Linked DNA regions of Mus musculus: all the other regions are linked to region 1. Evidence: chromatin contacts called from public HiChIP or PLAC-seq and promoter capture Hi-C data. All regions are on one chromosome and are shown on one strand. Each heading gives the region's core, a stretch centred on a gene start, on an enhancer-like site or on the middle of the called end of the contact. The rest is flanking DNA. Distances are from core to core; before and after follow the strand shown. Region 1 holds the start of Clip1 (CAP-GLY domain containing linker protein 1). Region 2 holds the start of Morn3 (MORN repeat containing 3). Region 3 holds the start of Tmem120b (transmembrane protein 120B). Region 4 holds the start of Setd1b (SET domain containing 1B). Region 5 holds the start of Orai1 (ORAI calcium release-activated calcium modulator 1).

Region 1 (4,437 bases), core at 746-3,245:
TGGCTTATTTTCGTGCTCAGCAATGACTGAAAGAGCTGAGAATAGCAAAATCCTCATGTTCAGAGATACTACCAAAGTTCCCACCCAGGTTCAATGTTTACCTCTCTAATCCAGGCCTAGGAGGAAGCCTAACCACTTCCTCTGAACCTCAGCAAGAGTCCCAGGCTCTCAGCTGAGCAATCACCCACTTCCTTGGCTTTCATAACGTCCAGCCTTGCCTTTTACCATTGATTCACTGCCCTAACAAACTAACTTAGCAGACTGAGGTACAGTTCTTGACAACATCTCGTATTGGCTGTGACTCTGACCTTTCAGTGCCCTCCCTGTAAAATGACGATGACAGCAACCTCCCTAGGTTGGATGGATTACATGAGATAAAAACAAAAACAAAACTCTGCACTTGCCCAGAGCACGGTCAGAAGGAGCCCTCCATAAACCCTAATTGTTATTATTTCAAGAGGAAGAAATGCCCCAAGGCTGAGGAGCAACAGTCCTGAGGATACTTGCAAAAGAGCATCATTACGCCTAGAAGCCAAACGCGGCTCTCCTAACTGGGAGCCACAATTAGGAATAATAATCATAAAATCCTAGCATGAGAATCACCAAAGCACCACCGCATAAATACTAACAGAGCCCCAAGCAGACAGACAGACACAGTCCTGGGCCTAGAAGAGGCTAGACTGCCGACTCACACCAAAATGAAAAAAAACAAAAACAAAAACAAAAAAAAAACCAAGGAAATGACAGAAACATATCCACTGTCTTAATAAATAAATAAGTAAATAAATAGAAACAGTAGTTGGCAAGTTTTTGCTAAAAAATGGGTATGCACGTGGATTCCAGACTTAACGAGTCATTTCTTCATACCAGAGAGGTGGGGCTGGGCAGGGAGGAAGGGGGTGGTGTGCGGTTTCTGCCAGATGGGAAAAGCCACATGAAGCGGAGAGACTACGGGATGTCAGGGCAGGACTCCAGACTCAGAAAAAAATAAAAATAAATAAAAATTAAATAAATTAATCCGATATTCTGTTGTTCTCTCCCCAATAACGCAACACCTCCAGGTTCGAGACAAACCACAAGGCTCTCTGCTTTTAAAATAGTCACCCCATCCCCACCCCCAACCCCGAACAAGTGTCATCTGTCTTCCGCGCCAACCCCCGACCGCGCTGGCAGGTTCGGGTTACCGGGCAGCGGTGATTTCAGAGATCTGGCACCCTGTTTCGCCCTTCTACCTTCACAGAGAATCACGCTCCAGGGGTCTGAAGGAAAACAAAAGCCCGGGGCCGAACAGCCAGGGACCGGGAACCGGGGCCCGAGCCGGGCCGGGCTGAGCCCGAGCGCCACGGGGCAAGGGCGCCCTCCATGCCGGCTCGCGGCCGGCCACCCGGCGTCCCGGGCCTGCCCGAGGAAAGCTCGCCCAGATGGCGAGCGGCGGGAGGCGTCCAGGGCAACAGGTCGAACCGGACCCGCGGCCTCTGGGAGCGACGGAGCCGTCCCCGGAACCTCCCCCTCCAAGAGCTGGGGAAGAGGACGCGGGCTCCTCCGAGAACGGCTCCCGAGGCGGCGCAGGGACAAGGAGTCCACGCTCCATCTTGAGGCGGCGGGAGGAAGGCAGGCAAGGCCCCGGGCCGCGGCTGCCAGGGCCCGGACGCGCGCGGCTCGCACGCAGCCAGCCTTCCCCGCAGCCACGCTCTCCCCGCGCCCGCCACCCTCCCGGGTGCGTCCGCGGCTCCTCGGCCGCCGTCCCGGTGCGTGGCGGGAGCTTGAGACGAGCCTTCCCTCCCGGCGTTTCCCTCCCGGATCCCCGGGCGGCGGGAAGGAGCGGAGGGAGAACGGGTGGGACGGCGAGGAAGGAGAGATGGAGATGGGGCCCGCGCTTCGCTCACCGCCTGGGACGCCGCTGGTCGCCGTCACCTGCCTCCCAGCAGCAGCAGCAGCAGCCGCCGCGGCCGCCGCCTCCCGCCTCCCCGGCTCTTCGGCTCGGGGCGGGGAAGAGAACGTGACGCGCTGCCGCCGCCGCCGCGGGGCCGGGAGAAGACGCCGCGCCGCCCCTCCCCGTGCCCGGGCCGCTGCCGCCCGCGAGCTCCCCTGCCGCCCCTTTGTCTGCCTGCTCCCCTTGCGAGCCCCTAAATCCTCCACGATAAGGAGCAAGATGCCGGGGGACGGACCGAAGGGCCTGCAGACGCGGGTGCCTTGGCATTTCAGGCTTCTCCCTGTTTCCTAGCCAAGTGTGCCCAGAATATGCAAGTCACCCCGGATGGCTACCCGTAGACTGGACCAACCGCAGCCTGCCGTTTGGGGATGGGATGGGGTGCGGTTGGAGAGTGGGGGAGCTGATTGATTTCATTGACCTCCCTTTCCCGCCTAGAGCAGGGTGATAAATCCGTTGCCCCAAGTTGGAAGGGAGATGCCCATAGGCAAGCTCAGCTTGGGATGAACGGTCTCTGCTCTCCAGGAAATCACTGAGGGGTTAAAAAAAAAAAATCCTTTGAGATGAGCCCAGGGCTGCAGCCCAGTTAGTTTAAGAAAAGCGTCTTTTATTCGCCCCAGTCGTTTGGACAGAAGCCCAGGTTAATGTCCCGTTCGGGCTCCTCCCCAAGCAGGGATCCCCTTGTCAAGCTTTTGAAAGGGACTGGAGAGGACGCTGCAACAGCCGGCTCAGGGCTGCGCTAGCAGAGGGCGGCCAGCATTTCGCTCCCATGGACCATGGCAACCCCAGAAGTTTTGCAGCTCCCGGCAGAAATCTGCAGCTGTTGGAAGCCCAGGTTTCTGCAGTGACTCAGTATTGATGGAGAAGGGGCCAAGGAGGAAATATTCTGAAGGGCGACCTCCCTTCTTGACCTTTATTTAAAACACCATTGTGTCTGGGCAAACAGGCACCTCAGAGAGCCCAAGAAGGGAACTCCACTGGAAATGCACAAAGTAAATTTCATCTGCAGACCCTCCTGTCCATTTAAGCCTTAAATCACACACACACAAAAATAATCTATTATTCCACCTGAGCCTGATATGTGAGCTCCAAGGTCAAGAGGTGAGAGTACCCTGGGAACCCAGAATTCATTCCTACTTAGGCAAGCAATACTTACCCGCTGATCTGAGTACAATTCAACTCTGTTTTTCCTCTCTTGGTTATTCCAGATGGTTTCTGTGTGTAATAGCCTTGGCTGTCCTGGAACTCTCTTTGTAGACCAGGCTGGCCTCAAACACAGAGATTTGCCTGCCTCTGCCTCCTGAGTTCCAGGACAGCCAGAGCTACACAGAGTATACATAGAACCCTGTCATAAAATTTATAATAACAAATAAATAAAATATTTAATAATAATAATAATAATAATAATAGCAGCCAGGCCTATTGGTGTGCACACTGACAATACTAGCCTTCAGGAGTGGGAGGCAGCTGAATCTCTTGAGGTTAACCTAGCCTGCTCTACATACCATCCAGGGCTATATCCTGGCGATGAGTAAAAATGTATTGGGGTGGCAGCAGCACACGCCTTTAATCCCAGCACTCAGGAGGCAGAAGCAGAGAGAGCTCTGAATATAAGACCAGCCTGGTCTCCAGAACGAATTCCAGGACACCCAGGCCTACACAGAGAAACACTGTCCTGAAAAACCAAGAAAAAAAAAGTGGAAATGATGAGAGAATGACAAACTGCTGTTTAGAATCCCAGGATGAGCTCTCAAAGAGAACCAGCCAATGACCACAAAAGCTCCATTCAGCTAACCAAGAACAGCAGTAGGCACCATCCTGCAAACTACACTCCAGGCCTTCTCAATAGACTAGGGCTCTGAGTACAGACGGCTTTACAATGTGGAGGGTGACCAAAGTCACTTATAAGGTTGCCATCACATATCTAAGATCCTGTGCCTTTTTAAAAATCCAGTAAGGCAGGATATCTGTGAAATTGGTGCTTGATGCAGTAGTTCTGATCAATGAATATCTTTTTGAGTGCACACACACAAAAAGTTGAGACCTCCTTCCACAACATCCAACACAGTGAAGTACATGGGGACACATGTTCACAGCATTCACAGCAGAAGTGGGTTGTTTGTTTGTTTGTTTGTTTGTTTACAGCAGAAGTATTTGATATAGTCAAAAATCGGGAACAGACTGAGAGTGTTAGCCCAGCATCACAGCACTGGGAAGTCAGAGGCAAGTGGATCTCTGAGATCCACATAGGTCTACCTCGTGAGTTCTACACCAGCAAGAGACCCTGTCACATAACAGCTAAGTAAATATACATGTTTTTAACACTTAGTATATTCACAGTACAGTTCCTCAAAATGTTAAACAGAGTTCCCATGTGATCCAGCATTTATACTCAGAGGTATAGTCCCAAGAGAAATTAAAACATGTGTTGCAGGGCTAGAGAAATGGCTCAGAGATTAAGAGCACTGGCTGCTTTTCCAGACTACCCAAGTTCAATTCCCAATACC
Region 2 (4,028 bases), core at 1,220-3,719, 640 kb before region 1:
TGGTTAAGAGCACTTGCTGCCTTTGCAGAGGACCTGGGTTCTGTCCCCAGCAGCTCACAACCACCTGTAACCCCAGTTCCAGAGGGATCTGACACCCTCTTCTGAACGCCATAGGCACCAGGCTCTCACATGCTGCATATACATACATACATACATACATACATACATACATACATACACATCAAGGCAAAAACACTCATGTACATGAAATAAAATAGATCTTAAAGAAGACAAGACTCACCATGGTCCACGAGGCACAATATATTTATTAGATACTTAGCTCTACAGACATGAGTTTTCTCTCTCTCTCTCTCTCTCCCTCTCTGTGTTTTGCTTTGCTGTTTTTTTAAAGACTTATTTATTTATTATATGTAAGTGCACTGTAGCTGTCTTCAGACACTCCAGAAGAGAGCAACAGATCTCATTACGGATGGTTGTGAGCCACCATGTGGTTGCTGGGATTTGAACTCATGACCTTCGGAAGAGCAGTCAGTGCTCTTAACTGCTGAGCCATCTCACCAGCCCTTTGCTTTGTTTTTGAGACAGGGTGTCATTATGTAGCCCCAGCTGCACTGGAACTTGCCAGGTAGACCAGCCTGGCCTTGAATTCACTGAGGTCATCCTGCCTCTGCCTCTGGAGTACTGGAACTAAAAGTATGAGACACCGCAGTTGGATGCTTCCTTCCTTCCTTCTTTCTTTCCTTTCTCTCTTTTTAAATTTTATTTTGTTTTGAGATAAGGTCTCATGTAGCTGAAGCTGGCCTTGAACCCCTGATCTCCCTACATATTGTCTTCCAAGCACTTGGGCACTGCAGGAATGCACCATCATACCTGGCTTCTCCAACCCCAACTTGCTTTGGGGGAGGGGGATCTTAGAGATAGGGTCATAGCCCAGCCTTGATCTTCCTACCTCAGACTCCTGAGCCAGTAACTGGGCTTATAGGTAATGTATACTAAAACCACATCCAATTCTGACCCACGTTCTCTCCCATTACTCTTTGTTCAGCTACACTGACTTCTAGTCTGTCCCTCAGTCAAGTTACACTGACCTCCCTAATTCTAATTCTACAGTTTAAGGTCTAAATTTTAGACGAAAAGCCCCTCAACCTGGACACATCTTTATCCTTTCTGCCTAGCTCAAACATCACCCTGCTCCTGTCTTCTTTGTTACTCCCTCTCTTCCCCTCTCTGGTGCCCTCTATAGCCTAATACCACCTCTTCAGTAGTCACTTCTTCCCAGGTCACCTCATTTGGGAAATGTGATGGTAGTCTACTTTGCAGAGTCTCCCCGAGCACCCTTGCTCTGAGCAATCTTGCTGCGTGTACTTTATAAAGAGACATTGTTGCCACTTAACAGATGAGAAAACCTATAGATAAGGTATTCTAACAATGCAGGCTCAGGGATTCTAGTGTAGATAACCCAGGAAGGCAGGAGAAGAAAGTGGTTAAGTCTGGAATTGCAAGACTAGAGCTTTTAAATAGAGTCCCCGTCCTACCCCCATCCATCCCGGACAAACGTGATTTGCAATGTATCGGCCAGAACCCATTCGCCCCCTGCTGGTTAAGACTTGAGTCCAGGCATACAGGAGTAATCATGGTCACTCAGTTACTTCTGGGGGGTTGGATAGGTCCAACCTGTGTCTTGAGGCCCAGACCTTGTGCCCCCACCATCTGCAGAGCATCAGGGCAGCATCTGAAGCCCACAACGCCTACTGCAAGTCATTTTCTTAATGTGTTGACCTTTTCAACCAACCCCAGGCTCTGCTACCCTGTCAGAAGACAGAGAGCGATCCAGCACCCCCAGAACCCCACCCAGCTTTGGGCTGGCTTCTGATGATCCCTATCCCATTTTTGTTTTCTGTCCCTAGACTCTGGCTCAGCTGAAGTCAGGGCTGACTTGGACTTCAGAGCCACAGCCCCCTGCTGGTCCCGGTTCTGGTCACTAAGTGGGGTTGGGAACAAAACAAGATCGCTTATGTTCTTAATGGACTCTGTAACAGTGCTTTTTGTTTTGTTTTGCATTGCCCACCCACTCTGACCCCACGCTGGCCACTAATCCCCGGAGGCTCTCCCGCTTAGCTTACCGTGTTTCAAGTTGCCCTTCCATTCGCCCACGTAGTGATCGCCGTTCACAGCAAACACTTGGTGTCTCAGTCCGTTCTTCTGGGCTTTCCGGTCCCACCCTTTCCACGGCGGCTCTACTTTCCTTGGACACTTAGTGACCGGCATGCTGGCTGCCTCTGTGGTGTTGCGGGGGTGCTAGCAGGAGGTAGGGGCATCAGGGGCTCAGTGACTCCCGTGTATCCTGGGGATCCTGGTACTTCCTGGGGAGGTGCCTGCCTGAGTTCCAATAGGGCAGGTCATTTGTGTTCTGAGTCCCCAGGGCAGGTGAAGAGCCCTCAGTGGGGATCCCTCTGTGCTGGACTGACCCACAACAGTCCTTGCCCTTGCATTCTCCTAGGGTCCATCTGTCAGGGATGTGATGGCATAATTCCTTTGGAACCCAGGGATTGTGATGACACTGGAGAGAAGCTGCCCCTGGGAAAAATGATGCTCACAGGTGACTTAATGACTTGAAAGACCAATCAGGAACCGACTTTGGTAGAAGAGACTCGAAGTAAGAAAGATCAGATGGTACCAAGTACTGGGACCACTCCAGGTGTATCAGAGGGTATCAGGCAGACAGCTGCCTGCCCTGTTAGCCCTTGCCCTACGTACCTGGTAGATGGGACAGATGAAGCTCAGGGGTTGCCTTTCAGCAGGGGAGATCCCACAAATCAGAGACTGATTTCATGGTGACTAACTGTCCCAGACTGCAAGTCTAGCTATACAGTGAGACCTTGTCTCAAAACAAACACAGTTGGACAGCCCTTGGCTCACTGGTCATCCTTCCACATCTGAGCCCTACGACTCTTATCTGGTAGAGCCATAGACTCTAGAGGGAAACAGTGGGTGGCCCAGGGTCTCCTCCCCATGTCTGGGAGCCCCGACCTGTTTTCCTCAGGTCCCCAGAATCTCCAGAAGGGATTGTTCATGTCTTTCCATCTGTCTCCAGCTGGCTCATGGGTGATAAAAACGTTCCTATCTACATCCTGGGGACCGCAATCTCCCTCAACTAATACAACCACATACTCCATAGGTTCTGAGGCTGTACAAATCCACTCCCATTAAATCTTGCACCGGCAGCACATACACACAGGTGCTGCCAATCAAAATATCCTCAGGTTGAAGCCAGTTCTAGGAGGTCATGGTATCTTAGCATCCACCCACAGGGTCAGCCTCACAACCTGTGTGCTTCAGGTTGGACACTGTGCCTGCCACCTGTGCATGTTTTACAGCCTCTGTTCCCACAGAGGGGACTACTGGCACATGACTTTAATCCCAGCACTCAGGAGGCAGAGGCAGGAAGATATCTGAGTTCAAGGCCAGCCTGGTCTACAGAGTGAGTTCCAGGATAGTCAGGGCTACACAGAGAAACCCTGTCTTGAAAAGCCAAAAACCCAAAATAAAAACAAAACAAACAAACAAAAAAATCAAAACAAAACAAAGCTTGCTTTTTTTTTTTTTTAATATGGAGTCTTGCTATGGCTCTGTGGCCCTGGCTGACATGGAACTCCATACTCCATATGTAGACCAGATGTAGACCAGGCTAGCCCCTAATTTGCATTATTCTTCTTGCCTCCTGAGTGCTGGCATAAAAGACATGTACCACTACACTCAAGTTCATTCATTCATTCATTCTCTCTGCCCCTTTCTGTTTCTAATAGGGTGTCATGTAGTACAGGTTAGACTCAAACTCCCAATGTAGCTGAGAATGACTTTTTTTCAATCCAGGGTCTCATGTAACCCAGGCTAGCCTCAGACTCACGATGCAGGATGACTTTAAATTAGCGGTCCTCCCAACTCTACCTCCTAAATGCTAGGATTGCAAGCATTAGCCTTCTTGCTTGGTTTATGCAGTGCTTAGAATCAAGCCCAGGGCTTCACACATGCCAAGCAAGTACTCTATCTACTGGTCCTCAGGCAGT
Region 3 (3,932 bases), core at 542-3,041, 610 kb before region 1:
AAAAAACAAAACAAATTTTTTTTTTTCATTTTCCCACTTTGATTGGTTGTTTTTTTTTTTTTACTAGATATTTTCTTTATTTACATTTCAAATGTTATTCCCTTTCCTGGTTTCCCCCACGAAAACCCCCTATCCCCTCCCCCTCTCACTGCTTACCAACCCACCCACTCCTGCTTCCTGGCCCTGGCATTCCCCTACACTGGGGCATAGAACCTTCACAGGACCAAGGGCCTTTCCTCCCATTGATGACCAACTAGGCCTTCCTCTGCTACATATGCAGCTAGAGCCATGAGTCCCTCCGTGTGTAGTCTTTGGCTGGTGGTTTAGTCCCTGGGAGCTCTGGGGATACTGGTTAATTCACATTGTTGTTCCTCCTAGTGGGCTGCAAGCACCTTCAGCTCCTTGGGTACTTTCTCTAGCTCTTTCATGTGACTGCTGGGAATTGAACTCAGGATCTCTGGGAGAGCAGCCAGTGCTCTTAACCGCTGAGGCTGACCCATCTCTCTAGCCCTTCTGGGGATTTTCATTCACAGTGTCTTCATAAGAGAGGGCACACAGAGAGGCCCTGTAACTACTGGTCAGAGAGAATGGAGCAATGCAGATGAAAGCCATGGAGTATGTAGGCTCAACAGTCACTGTCATGGCTACTAGGTAGCAAGGCAAGGCCCTACCCAGGGTCTCAGGAGTCATGACACTTTCGTTTCAGGTTGGTCGCTGTGAGATAAATGCACTTCTATTGTCTAGGCCACCCACTTGTAGCTAAGCATAGCCCTGTGAAACTAATGCAGGTGTCCTTTTAATTTTAATTAATTTTACAGGGTCTTACTGTGGAGCTGGCCCTGAGCTATGTAGACCAGGCTGGTCTCAAACCCACAGAGATCTATCTGCCTCTGGCCCTGGAGTGCTTCAATGAAAGGCATGTGCCACCCAAACTGCAGAACACACACCCTTAACCACTGAAGTTTTTCCCTCCAGCCCCGACAGGCATCATTTGATATTTTATTTGTTTGTTTGTTTGTTTGTTTGTTGAGACAAGTCTTACTACGTTGTCAAGGCTGGTATGCAATATCACACCCAGCTGCAGGTGTCATTTGAATGAGGTTCCAGGAGTGAGCAAGAAGCCACTGCATGATGATTCAGAGGGAGGAATGTCAAGTCAGGATAAAAACAATGGCCGGAGAGCTGGATTTAGGGCAGGGAGATAGGAGGTGTGGTTGGAAAAGCCAGGCTTGTGCAGGTCTTTTCGGACTTGGCACGGAAAGGGAGGCAACTGTATTCCATAAACTTGGTGGTTGTGGCTTTTGACTGACAGCACCAGCTGTCAAGAGTCACCCAGTGTCTTAGAGGACAGGGATGTATCTAGGCTGTATTGGTTGCAATAAATATCATCGCCAGCGTGAGATGACAGAGCCAAGTCTGCATTTTTCCCATCCTGCCCTTGACCTTACTACGCGGTCACTGTCAAAGCTGTCATTTCAGGGCACTGGCTTTGGCCTAGGTCAGGCAATGTGAAGGAATACATGAATTTTCCCTTTACCTCCTCCAAATCATTTCCACCTCACTCTCCCACAAAGATAATCTAAGTAACATAAGCCATAAATGCAGCTTACACATAAACCCTCCACCCACTCCGACGAGAAACCTACTACCTACACACGAGGAGTGAAGAGACCCAAAGAAGACTGAAGAGTTGCACCCGCCACGAGGCCAGAGCCCGGGGGATCGCCCATGCGCATGCGCGGGCCCCACCCTCGGGCGAGGGGGTGAGGCTGGCGCCGGGGCGGGGCCCGTGACGTCAGGTGCGCGCGTGGCTCCGGCTGCGCAGGAACAGCTGGTGCCTCGGGAGGCGGCTAGTGAGCGGGCGGGCGTGGGCTGCTGGTGGCCGGACGGGTCACGCTGCGGGTTTCGTCGCCGCCGCCGCCGCCGCCTTGCACCATTGCACCATGTCCGGCCAGCTGGAGCGTTGCGAGCGCGAGTGGCACGAGCTGGAGGGAGAATTTCAGGAGCTGCAGGTAGGACCGGGCCACCTGGTCCCGCCACTCTTGCTACCTGCGGTGCTTGTGCCTTCCCTATCTAGCCATCCCAGCCCGGAGGTGGGGCGATAGGACCCAGACGGTGGCCCGGGCTGTGCGTCCGATGGGCTGGTGGGTGGCCTGGCGCAGCCCCTTCCTATGTAGCAGCGCTTTGGCTCCTCAGTCTCTTGGGGCGCCCCTCATTCTCGCGCCCTCTCATCCACTCTTTGCTCCACGCTCTCCCTTCGCTACAGAAAGTTCGTCTCTGGCCCCCGAGGCAAGTTCCAGGTGTGTTCACGAGGAAACTGTGATACTCAAAGGACACCAGACCAACCCCCACACAAGGGATCTTCCCCCCAACCCTCCAGTTGCAGTTGGCTGTTCAACTCCTTACTACACGCTCTGTGCTGGCTGGGCAGCCCTCGCTGCAACTGCGGTTTGAGAGTTGTGCTTGGCTGCTTTCATCTTGGCCCCTTAGGCAGTTTTTAAGTCTCAGAGACCCCTCAGTCATAGCCTTGACTTTGGGAGCTCTGATGTGGTTCTGCTTATCGGCTGCTGCGAGCTGAGTTTACCATTGTGGATGGCAGGCATCTGTCAGTTCTGACAGCTGGCTGCCTCACCCGGTGATAGAGGGCTGCACCCAACCCCTCACCGTTTTGGCACAGAGCGTTCCACCTGGTGTGTTGAAGGTTGGTATAAGAGCTGGGCTCTTGAGAGGATAGCATCGCCACCCGGTCCTATCAGGAGGGTCCAGAGAGGCCTCAGCTATATGCTCTGGGGACTAGAGACTCAGGAAACCTTGGGGACGGCCAAGAGGAACAACACATGGCTTCCTCGCATTCACTCTCTCCTCCTCTCAATGGTTACTTTGTCATTCCCCTTGTCCCTGTAGCGTTCTCAGTTGGGCTGACCTCCTGCAATGTCCAGAGGAGAATGCTGTCAAGGGAGGTCTGTGATGGGTCTTTGTAAAGTGAGGCTGCCGATGTTACAGAAGGATGCCGGTGAACCTGAGCAGCAGATCGGCATGGGCAGAGACTTAAGAGACCCAGGACTGTCATCCCTTCGTAGTCCCTCCAGCATATATGGATGGGTTGGTGCCTTCTCTTTCAGATCTGAGGTCTTGGGTTCCTCATAGTTCCCAGAGGATCCCTTTTGGTTCCACCCACGGGGAAAAGACTCAGCCATATCCTTAACAATTTTTCCCACTGGGCTGTGAAGCCATGCCCAGCCACAGAGCCAGTGAGTGGGTCTTAGAGTTGGGAGTGGGAGAAGAGGTTTCCTGCGTGGGGCTTTTGCTTCTATTTCCTTCCTTTCGGCTTGTTTTAAACTACGAGGAGGAGGAGCCTAACACTGCAGAACTATGCAATTAATGCAATTATCAACAATTAGGTAGCAAGTCTTGGCAGGCAGGTGTCGTAAAGGAGGCCTTTGATTTGTTATGACAGGAAGATGTCATGAGGGGTCAGGTGCTCGGGTGGTCGGGGGCGGAGGAGTTATGAGTTGATCTGGATCTCCTCGTCTGGTGGTGAACAGCAAGGGCTGTTGGAAGGATCTGGTTTCTTAGAGATGGGACAACTGGGACAGACTAGATCCTCCTTTGAGGAAGAGGGACCCAACTGGTGTAGGCTTGATGGTCAGCTTCTGGGTCTGAGTACAGAGTGGATAGCTTCCTGGTGGTTAAGGTCATAGACTGGAGCAAAAATTCTCTTCTCTTCTCTTCTCTTCTCTTCTCTTCTCTTCTCTTCTCTTCTCTCTCTCTCCTCTATATATATGTATGGAGGGTATATATATATATATATATATACACACACACACACACATGCATTATGTATATTTACGTATAAATATATCTTTATAACATGTATTTATAATATATTTGATATATACAATGTTTATATGTAAATATATGCTTATAAATAT
Region 4 (4,450 bases), core at 1,163-3,662, 540 kb before region 1:
TAAAAATAACAGGTCTTTTTTTGGGAGGTGGGGGATGTTTGGTTGTTTAGTTGGGGGGAAACCTGGGGTTCTGGTGTCCCTTTGTTACCTTCTTTGTAAGTTACACTCGTGGTATTTCTGCTCCTTCCACGACTGCAAACTTTCCAGGGTTGGGCTGGCAAAAAGGCGGCTTCGCTGAGGGCTGTTTAGTGCTCTGGATTTACCAATGGTGTGATCGTCATTAAGAAACAAAAGGCGAAAACACAAGTCAAATCAAAACAAAAGGCAAAACCAGCCATCCCAACCGCCACAGAAAATACCACCGACTCAACGTAGGTGTTTGGCTTGAACCGGCTAAGGGCTTGTTTTCCAGTTTTAATCTAGTTTTCAGAGGCGGCTTTCAGTCTTTTTTTATACAAAAGGTCTTCCTTTCTCTTACCCTCCACCACCCCACACCCAGTTCGAGAAAAACAGCTGTTTTTCTTCAAATAGATCGATTTTCAAAGAGTGTACGAGCTACTGGGAAGAAATCTGAATAGCAACTATGGCTGTAAACATTTTTTTTTTTCCAAAAAGCTCGAAGCTAAAAAATCGTAGCTTTATAGAAGCAAAAACGTCTAAAAGCATTTTAACTGACTTACATCAGACAAAGACAAAGACATACATGCAGATGAAGCTTCCGAAAATTCAGGACATCTCAGGCGACAGTAACACGAGAACGGCAGTGCAGTTAAGGACAGAATGGATTGGGTACTTACAATGTAAAAGGTTTTTAGAAAATTTAACAGTAACAACAGCTCACAGTTTTTTTGTTATTGTTGCCGTTTCGCTACAACTATACATTTAAAACATTACCTTGTTAAAAAATAGAATTAATAAGATGGTCAGGCTTAAGTGTTTAATAGAGGAAACTATATTTAAAAATTTATTGTTCAGTCAAGAGAATACAGATTAAGACAGCTCCAAGCTCTCCCACCCACCCACCCGAGAAAAAAAAAAAAGGAAAAAAATTAAATATGTCATTTACTTAGGTTTTTTTGAATTCAAAACTGTTAACTGCTGACATTAATAGTGTGCTATGACCTAGTTATACAAGACAAAGATGGATTCCAAGTCATAAGGAAAAATCCAGATCTTTTTAAAAGGTCTTCATTCTTCCAAGTGTGAGTCCTTTGGCAAATGTTAAACACATTCAGGCGTCCTGAACTGGATGGTGGAGTCAAAGGAAAAGCATTCCCCATTTGCAACAAAGGAAAAACCCACTTGGCCATTTAATTCCATTGCAGAAAAATGGCTCCCTCATCTGTTGGCCTCTCCTTGGAGTCTGATGAAGGATGTTTTGAGATCAGCGTCTAATAACTCAAGCCCTATAGAAGCCGCGCGCTGATTGGCTGCCGCACCCTGCCGCCCTGCTCCAGCCAATTACCTACCCACGGCCAAATTACAAACCCCGAAAAGAGCCCCAATATGAAATACACCACCACGAAGCCCCGGCGAGGCGGCTGCTTCGCCTCGGCAGCCCGAGAAGAGAGACCGAGGGCGTCTGCAACCAGATCCACGCGAAAAGCCGGGGAAGCCTACGAGTTGAACTCACAAAATGGAAGCCGAGCGCTGATTGGCCGCCGCCACTCCCGGACCTTTAATAAAGAAAGGGGAAGGAAAATGATAAATGCAAAAAAGGGGACTCTCTGTCGCTGGTGGCTGGAGGAAGGAGGGAGGGAGAAGCATGTGTTCAAGACAATTACTGGGCGCTCCCCTCCAAAAATAAAAACAGAAAGGCAAAAAATAAAAACGAAAAAATAAAGAGAAAGAGCTATCTTCCCCGTCCAGGCGAGGGTTGTATCCTCCCAGGAATGTGAAGGCTAGTGTGGTTCCAAACCTTGGTTTCCCTTCCCCAGCACAGCTCCTGGGAGGGAGGGGGCGTGCGGGCCAAAGAGGAAGCGGGATCGGAGATACCTCGATTGCAAACTCGTTTGGGGTCGACGTCTGCCTCCCCTCCAGGCTTCTAGTAGTCATACACACGATCACCCCCCACTCGAAACCCAGCCCTTTTCGCCGAGACTCCACGCGTCCACCACCGGCCTGGGCAGTTTGGAAACAGTTTGGGAGGCCCTGGGGGCGCACACCGTGGAGTCTTCCGTAGCTGGAAGGGTAGCCCCAGCCGCGGGGGAGATAGAAGCCGTGGAGACCCCCCTCTCCCCCGTCAGCCAAGCCCCCCACCTCAGTCCCAGCAGAATAAATAAATTAAAAGGCCTTCCCCCCGGGGAAGGGGGGGGAGGCAGTGTGGGAGCGCGCGAGTGAGGGGTGGGGGGCCGCTGGGGCCCGGGGCTTTGGCGGCGCAGCTGCCGCCGCCGGGAGAGTGCCTGGGGAAGCGGCGAGGAAGGCGAGGGGAGGAGGAAGAGGAGGAGGAGGAGGAAGAGGAGGAGGGTGAGCACTCGGGTCGGGCTCCTTAGCGGTGTATTGTGGGATGTGCGGCTACTGGGAGCCGAGCCTCCGCCGCCAGCCGCCTCCCGGGCAGCAGCAGCAGCAGCAGCGGCGGCGGCAGCAGCAAGGGCAGCGGCAGCTCGGGGCCCGGCAGCCGCTAAGGCGGCGTCCCCCCCATCCCGGCCCCCGGTCCGGCCGCCCCGGCCTCGGCTCCCGCGGGGGACACCATGTACTGGCTGGCGGCGCAGGGAGGCCGGCGCCCGGCGGGGATGTAAGCGCGGCGCAGGGAAGGGAGGAGAGAGAGAGAGAGAGAGAGAGAGAGAGGCCGCGGTCAGAGGAGCCGGGCAGCCCGAGCCCCCGGCCCCCGCCCGGGCGGGCGACGCCAGGCCCTGCCGCGCGCCCCGCTCCCGAGCCGGGCCGAGCGCCACGCCGGGCGGCTGGCGGCACCATGGGCCGGAGCCCGCGTCCTCCGTGCGTCCCGGACCGCGCCAGCCCGCAGCGGGGGCCCCGGGCAGCCCCTCGCTGCCAGCCGGAGACGGTGGCCGAGCGGGCGGGCGCGTAAACCCTCCGGAAAGGGTTTATTCTCTCGCTCCATTCTTAGATTTTTTTTCCTCGGGAGGCGGGGGGGGGGGGGAGAGGCAGCGAGACAAGCTTTCGGGGCGCGCTGGTAAGGTGGGAGGGGGGTGGGGGCCAGCCGATTGGATTCTCGGGCGAATGTGTAGAAGCGTCGGAGAGGACAACAACTTGCTTGGGTTTCAGGTTGGGTTAACGGCATGGAGAACAGTCACCCCCACCACCACCACCAGCAGCCCCCGCCGCAGCCCGGCCCTTCGGGCGAGAGGAGGAACCACCATTGGAGAAGTTACAAGTTGATGATTGACCCGGCTCTGAAAAAGGGGCACCATAAACTGTACCGCTACGATGGGCAGCATTTCAGCCTGGCCGTGAGTAGCCGGCGCGCCTTCCCGCCACCCCCACCCACCCCCGGTGGAGCCCCCAGACAAGAGGCGAACGGAGGGGGACCCCTCTTCCAGCTACCTGGGCCAACTGTCAGCCAGGACTCCCTCCCCTCAGCCTGGAGTGGGACTGGTGCCTTGAGGGGGGGGGGTCTGCCCCTGCCCCTGGGGAGGGTGCCAGCCCTTCTATACTGAACCCCCTGTCTCTGCCCACAGATGTCCAGCAACCGCCCGGTGGAGATCGTGGAAGATCCCCGGGTGGTCGGAATCTGGACCAAAAACAAGGAGCTGGAGCTGTCTGTGCCCAAATTCAAGGTAGGACCCCTCCTCTCTGTCTTATGGTCCCTCCCCCCCTCCTTCCCCGAGTTCGAAAATAACGCCAGTCCTGACCAAGCCCAGCCGGATTCTTAGTTCCCGCCGTCCAGGACTGGGAAGTTTTGGCGGGGAGGGGGGAGAGGGGTGTCCCCTCCGGGCCACTGTAAACAAAATAACACTCGGAGAAACTGTAACGAGGGCACTGAGACTGTATCATGCCGGCAGAGCTGGGGGCTCCCGGTCCCCACCTGGGTCCTTGCGCACCCAGGGCCCTGGCTCAGGGACCCGCCCCCCTCCCAACCCTTTGGCTTTAAAGGGGACAACTTCCTAGACCAGAGGGTCGTCTGGGATCCAGCAGCAAGGATAGGAGGCCAGAATAGGGGGGTGGGGAAAGAGAAACTGTTTCTTTTTCCCCTTTCCTTTCGAACCCAGAGGACTTCCAGGTTCCAAACGATTTAATCCTCTGCTTCCTAGGCCCGCCCGCATGCTTTTTTTGTTTTCTTTTTTCTTTTTCTTTCTTTTTTTTAACTGCTGGGCAAGTGAGGCGTGCTTGTGTTTTCTCTTTGGTTTTAATGTTTTCCAAACTCCCTCCCCCCCCCCCCCACCTCGGCCGCGGCCCCTGGCAGATCGATGAGTTCTACGTGGGCCCTGTGCCTCCAAAGCAGGTGACATTTGCCAAGCTGAATGACAACGTCCGTGAAAACTTCCTAAGGGACATGTGCAAAAAGTATGGGGAGGTGGAGGAGGTGGAGATCTTGTATAACCCGAAGACCAAG
Region 5 (3,858 bases), core at 1,003-3,502, 670 kb before region 1:
CAGGTCACACTCTATCAGGGCAGGAACCGAAGCAGGGATCAGGGAGGAACGATGCTTACTGGCTGCCTCAGCCTGCCCTTCTTATAGAACTCAGGATTTTACCCACCTGTCCAGGGGGCAGCACCACTCACAGTGGGCTGGGCCATCCGTGAATCAATCATTCATCAAGAAAATGACCTCCAGATTTGCATACAGGCCAGTTTGAGGGGTACACATTCTCCATTGAGCTTCCCTCCTCTCCAATGGCTCTAGTTCATGTCAAGCTGACAAACAACAACAACAACAACAACAACAACAAAAACCCAAAAACCTAACACAGATGCTATTACAATCAGAGCTATGCAAGGGAAGATATCAGGGTGACCAGACAAGACCATACGTGGGGCTATGTAGGCAAAAGGAAAGGTCTTTAGGATAGTTGAGCACAGGTGTAAATGATAATCAGGAATAATAAGCACAAAGCCCATGTAGGAAACAAACCTAATGGGGTGAGATTTCAAATTCCAAGGGCTCAATCTTTTCGTTGTCATTTTATGTTCTGGAGACATTTTTGTTTGTTTGTTTGTTTGTTTTGGTTTTGTTTTGTTTTTCGAGACAGGGTTTCTTTGTATAGCCCTGGCTGTCCTGGAACTCACTCTGTAGACCAGGCTGGCCTCGAACTCAGAAATCTACCTGCCTCTGCCTCTGCCTCCCAAGTACTGGGATTAAAGGCATGCGCTACCACTGCCCAGGGAGACAAAGTCTTTTATGTAGCTGGCCTAGAACTCAGAGATCCTCTTGCCCTGCCTCTGTCTCCCAAGCGCTGGGATTAAAGGCTTGTGCCACCATGCCAGCCCCAAGTTCTCAATCTTTGTAAACCTGGGAAGGCAGCAGCTAGGGGAATCTCAGAAACTCCACAGGAGGCCTCTCTTTTGTGCCATGTGGTTGAGTGAAGGGCTGCCCTCTAGCGGTTGTACAAGAGTTTAACTCTCACACTGTTAGACCTGGAGTGCCACACCACATGCTTAGGATTTATTTGACTGGGATCTAAATTTATCATTTGTTCTTGTTTTTCCCACATGTATTCAGTCAACAAGCATTTCTTCAATGTGGAGTATGTGCCAAGAAACATTCTGAAGGCTGGGGGTTAAAGCGGTGAGACTGCTCTTAACGTGTCCTAAAGTTCCTTAGCCCAGTGCCCTCCCTACCTTACCGGTATCTCCTGAGCCCCACCCTGAACCTCCCTATTTTCCTCTTCCCTTAGGTCCTGGCGCCTATCTTGCTGGCCCAGGTCTCAGCTCAGATGAGACTCCCAAGGTGTGAACCTTTTTAGTCTGCCTCCTGCAGAATAGAAAACGCTACGGAGGGGTCTGGGAATGGCAGGCACAGGCTAATGGCAGGCACATGCTAATGGCAGTAGTCCAGAGGCTTGGGCAGATGGCTCTTTGTGAGTTCGAAGCCAGCCTGGTCTATATAACAAGTTTCAAACCAGGCAGAGCTATGTAGTCTCAAAAATAAATAAATACAAACGGGGGCTAGCATTCTAAAATTAAAATAAAAACCCTGTTACTATCCACCTTTTTTTATCTTTTTTTTTTCTGTACACATTTACAGTCTCCTGAACTATAATTGACTCGATGTTTGTGTGTCTTTTCTACAAGAGTGTTGGCTGCAAGGGTGCAGGGAATTTTGTCCCTCTTGTGTTTCGAGGCAAGGGCTCACTCCTCCTTCAAACTCATTGTTTTCCAGTCTCCTCTATGCTGGGACTCCAGGCACGCATAACATCTTCGGGATCGACTTTGTCCGTCTCAATCACAAGCCTACACCCTGCCCTCGGTGCCTGGGACCGTGTTGGCACCCAATAGACGCTCAATAACCGCTCACTGAACTCTAGTAGCCCTCCGCTTGCTCTTTTTTCCAACAGACCTTTTGCCACCTTGTTCCAAGGAGGAAATAGGCCTCAGGAGGCGCCCAGAGGTGACCTCGGATGGCCTAAGTCAAGAGCTCCGGGAGCAAAGCCACAGGAGCAGCTGCAAAGAGAAGCGAGGCCTGACAGCGTGGGGCGCTTCCAGGAAGGCGAGCCAGGGGCTGGGGGCGGAGCCGTCGGAGGCGGTGCGGGGTACGTCACTCGCACGGACACCGCCCACCGCCTTGTGGGCGGGGTGTGTTCGTGGGTGTGGCGTATGCAAATAACCTCGGGTCGCCGGCCAATCGTGGAGCTCGCGGAGGTGCCGGCTTGGGACCGGACGCCGGTCGGCACGCAGGCTCCGGTCGCGGCCGCTTGGAACTTGCGGAGCGGTTCTGCAGCCAGTGCCTCGGCCTTCGGATCCGGTGCGTCCGGCTGCGGGAGACCGGCTCGAGTGGGAGGCCGGCGGAGGTGCGGCGCGGCCCGGCCCGGCCCCGGGGCCGCAGCCTTCTCAGGCGCTCGCCGCCAGCCGCGCCTTCGCAGCGTACTCCATGCATCCGGAGCCTGCCCCGCCCCCGAGTCACAGCAATCCGGAGCTTCCCGTGAGCGGCGGCAGCAGCACTAGCGGCAGCCGCCGGAGCCGCCGCCGCAGCGGGGACGGGGAGCCCTCGGGGGCCCCACCGCTGCCGCCGCCGCCACCCGCCGTCAGCTACCCGGACTGGATCGGCCAGAGTTACTCCGAGGTGATGAGCCTCAACGAGCACTCGATGCAGGCGCTGTCCTGGCGCAAGCTCTACTTAAGCCGCGCCAAGCTCAAAGCTTCCAGCCGGACCTCGGCTCTGCTCTCCGGCTTCGCCATGGTGAGCTCGGGCCTCCCTGCCCTCCTCCCCTCTTCCTGCTTCGGCCGCTCCCGCCCGCAGCCCCGACGGGGCCCACAGTTGGGAGCGGGCTGGGCGTGCCTGGGGTGAGGGGAAGAGCTGGGGAAAGCTGTCCTAGGCGCCGGAGGGGAGCCAGAGGCTGCTGAGCTGTGAGGGCGAGGTGGACGACCAGAGATAGAGATACCCACGCGCAGGTGTTTTTAGACGGGCACCTTGTCGCGGCAAAGAGGTTAGGGTTACAAAGAATGTTGCTTTCATGAAGTTGCTATGTAAGAAGTCTGCCCTGCATGTAATCAGGGGGACAAGAAGGATGCAAAAGGTCCAGCCCACTGAGGACAGGTGTCAGGAGATGAAGATGAGCTACATTGTGGCCGCGCCTTCTCGCACACCTAAGGCCGGAAGGTATTAACAAGACTTTATCAAATATTGGAGGGGATTTCCCAATACGTTCCACCTCCCCATACTCCACTAACTCTTACTCCCTTTTACACTCCCCACCCCACCGCATTTTCCAAGAGCCTCAGCCTAGGGGTTGAGTGCCACTCCCCACCCTCATTTTCTTCTCTAGAAACTTGCCTCTGAGTCACTGGGTGTGGGGGAGGAGGGTGGGACATGTTCCCCTTGAAAGGGCTCTTGCTTGATGAAGAGGTAGGCATATTTTCCTCCCCTCAAGTCCCAAGAAGGTGGTACGAAGCCTCTGCAGGAGGCGCCCCTGGAGGCTGCAGGTTAGGCACCAGACCTTAACTCTAGGAATACCTTCAGGCTTGCCTGTCTTGGAGTTTGCCTGGAGCTGTTATTATCTTTCGATGACATCAACCTACATCAGTGGGGTCTGCCGCCCCCCCCCTTCACCATCACGGCCGCCTCCCCCCCCCCCCCCCCCCCCCCCGTGAATTAGCTAAGCCTTTGGCCTTGAGGAAGGGAGTGGTTGGCACCCTTGGTTTTCTTGGGAAGGGAGTGTTGTCTGGGTCTCTCCCTGTCGCCTGCAAACAAGTGGATCAACACAGTTGTGAGCCCGGATGCTTTAGAAGCCCACAGTGCACTAGGCCAGAGAGGAAAGGCCAGGAGGTGTGATATAAATTACCCTTCCCAGCT

Evidence for each region. Promoter capture Hi-C pulls out the DNA fragments that hold promoters and counts their contacts. HiChIP or PLAC-seq counts read pairs in DNA pulled down with a chosen protein or histone mark.
Region 2: a contact with region 1 is called in an HNF4G HiChIP or PLAC-seq map of pancreatic cancer cells. The contact joins the promoter of Morn3 here to the promoter of Clip1 in region 1. A contact is called at or near these places in 1 of 39 promoter capture datasets (pre-B cells) and 3 of 115 datasets of contacts at active chromatin or transcription factors (bone marrow-derived macrophages, memory CD8 T cells and pancreatic cancer cells).
Region 3: a contact with region 1 is called in a FOXA1 HiChIP or PLAC-seq map of pancreatic cancer cells. The contact joins the promoter of Tmem120b here to the promoter of Clip1 in region 1. A contact is called at or near these places in 1 of 39 promoter capture datasets (pre-B cells), 3 of 115 datasets of contacts at active chromatin or transcription factors (bone marrow-derived macrophages, embryonic stem cells and pancreatic cancer cells) and 1 of 9 other capture datasets (pancreatic islet).
Region 4: a contact with region 1 is called in an HNF4G HiChIP or PLAC-seq map of pancreatic cancer cells. The contact joins the promoter of Setd1b here to the promoter of Clip1 in region 1. A contact is called at or near these places in 6 of 115 datasets of contacts at active chromatin or transcription factors (bone marrow-derived dendritic cells, bone marrow-derived macrophages, effector CD8 T cells and 3 more).
Region 5: a contact with region 1 is called in a promoter capture Hi-C map of pre-B cells, with 3 times the contacts expected there. The contact joins the promoter of Orai1 here to the promoter of Clip1 in region 1. A contact is called at or near these places in 2 of 39 promoter capture datasets (liver and pre-B cells) and 1 of 115 datasets of contacts at active chromatin or transcription factors (bone marrow-derived macrophages).

Annotation. Positions count from the first base shown.
Region 1 is chr5:123,682,366-123,686,802 of GRCm38.p6, forward strand. It overlaps Clip1 (CAP-GLY domain containing linker protein 1), which reads right to left and starts at 1,996. Exons shown (of 24, transcript NM_019765.5): 1 at 1,887-1,996.
Region 2 is chr5:123,044,547-123,048,574 of GRCm38.p6, forward strand. Morn3 (MORN repeat containing 3) reads right to left here and starts at 2,470. Exons shown (of 5, transcript NM_029112.2): 1 at 2,085-2,470. The coding sequence starts at 2,229.
Region 3 is chr5:123,074,484-123,078,415 of GRCm38.p6, forward strand. It overlaps Tmem120b (transmembrane protein 120B), which reads left to right and starts at 1,792. Exons shown (of 12, transcript NM_001039723.2): 1 at 1,792-2,012. The coding sequence starts at 1,944.
Region 4 is chr5:123,139,781-123,144,230 of GRCm38.p6, forward strand. It overlaps Setd1b (SET domain containing 1B), which reads left to right and starts at 2,413. Exons shown (of 17, transcript NM_001040398.2): 1 at 2,413-2,674; 2 at 3,163-3,347; 3 at 3,576-3,674; 4 at 4,301-4,450. The coding sequence starts at 3,177. It also overlaps a transcript of Rhof not described here.
Region 5 is chr5:123,012,822-123,016,679 of GRCm38.p6, forward strand. It overlaps Orai1 (ORAI calcium release-activated calcium modulator 1), which reads left to right and starts at 2,253. Exons shown (of 2, transcript NM_175423.3): 1 at 2,253-2,745. The coding sequence starts at 2,437. It overlaps Gm2479 (a long non-coding RNA gene), which reads right to left and starts at 2,206. Exons shown (of 3, transcript XR_387710.4): 1 at 1,906-2,206.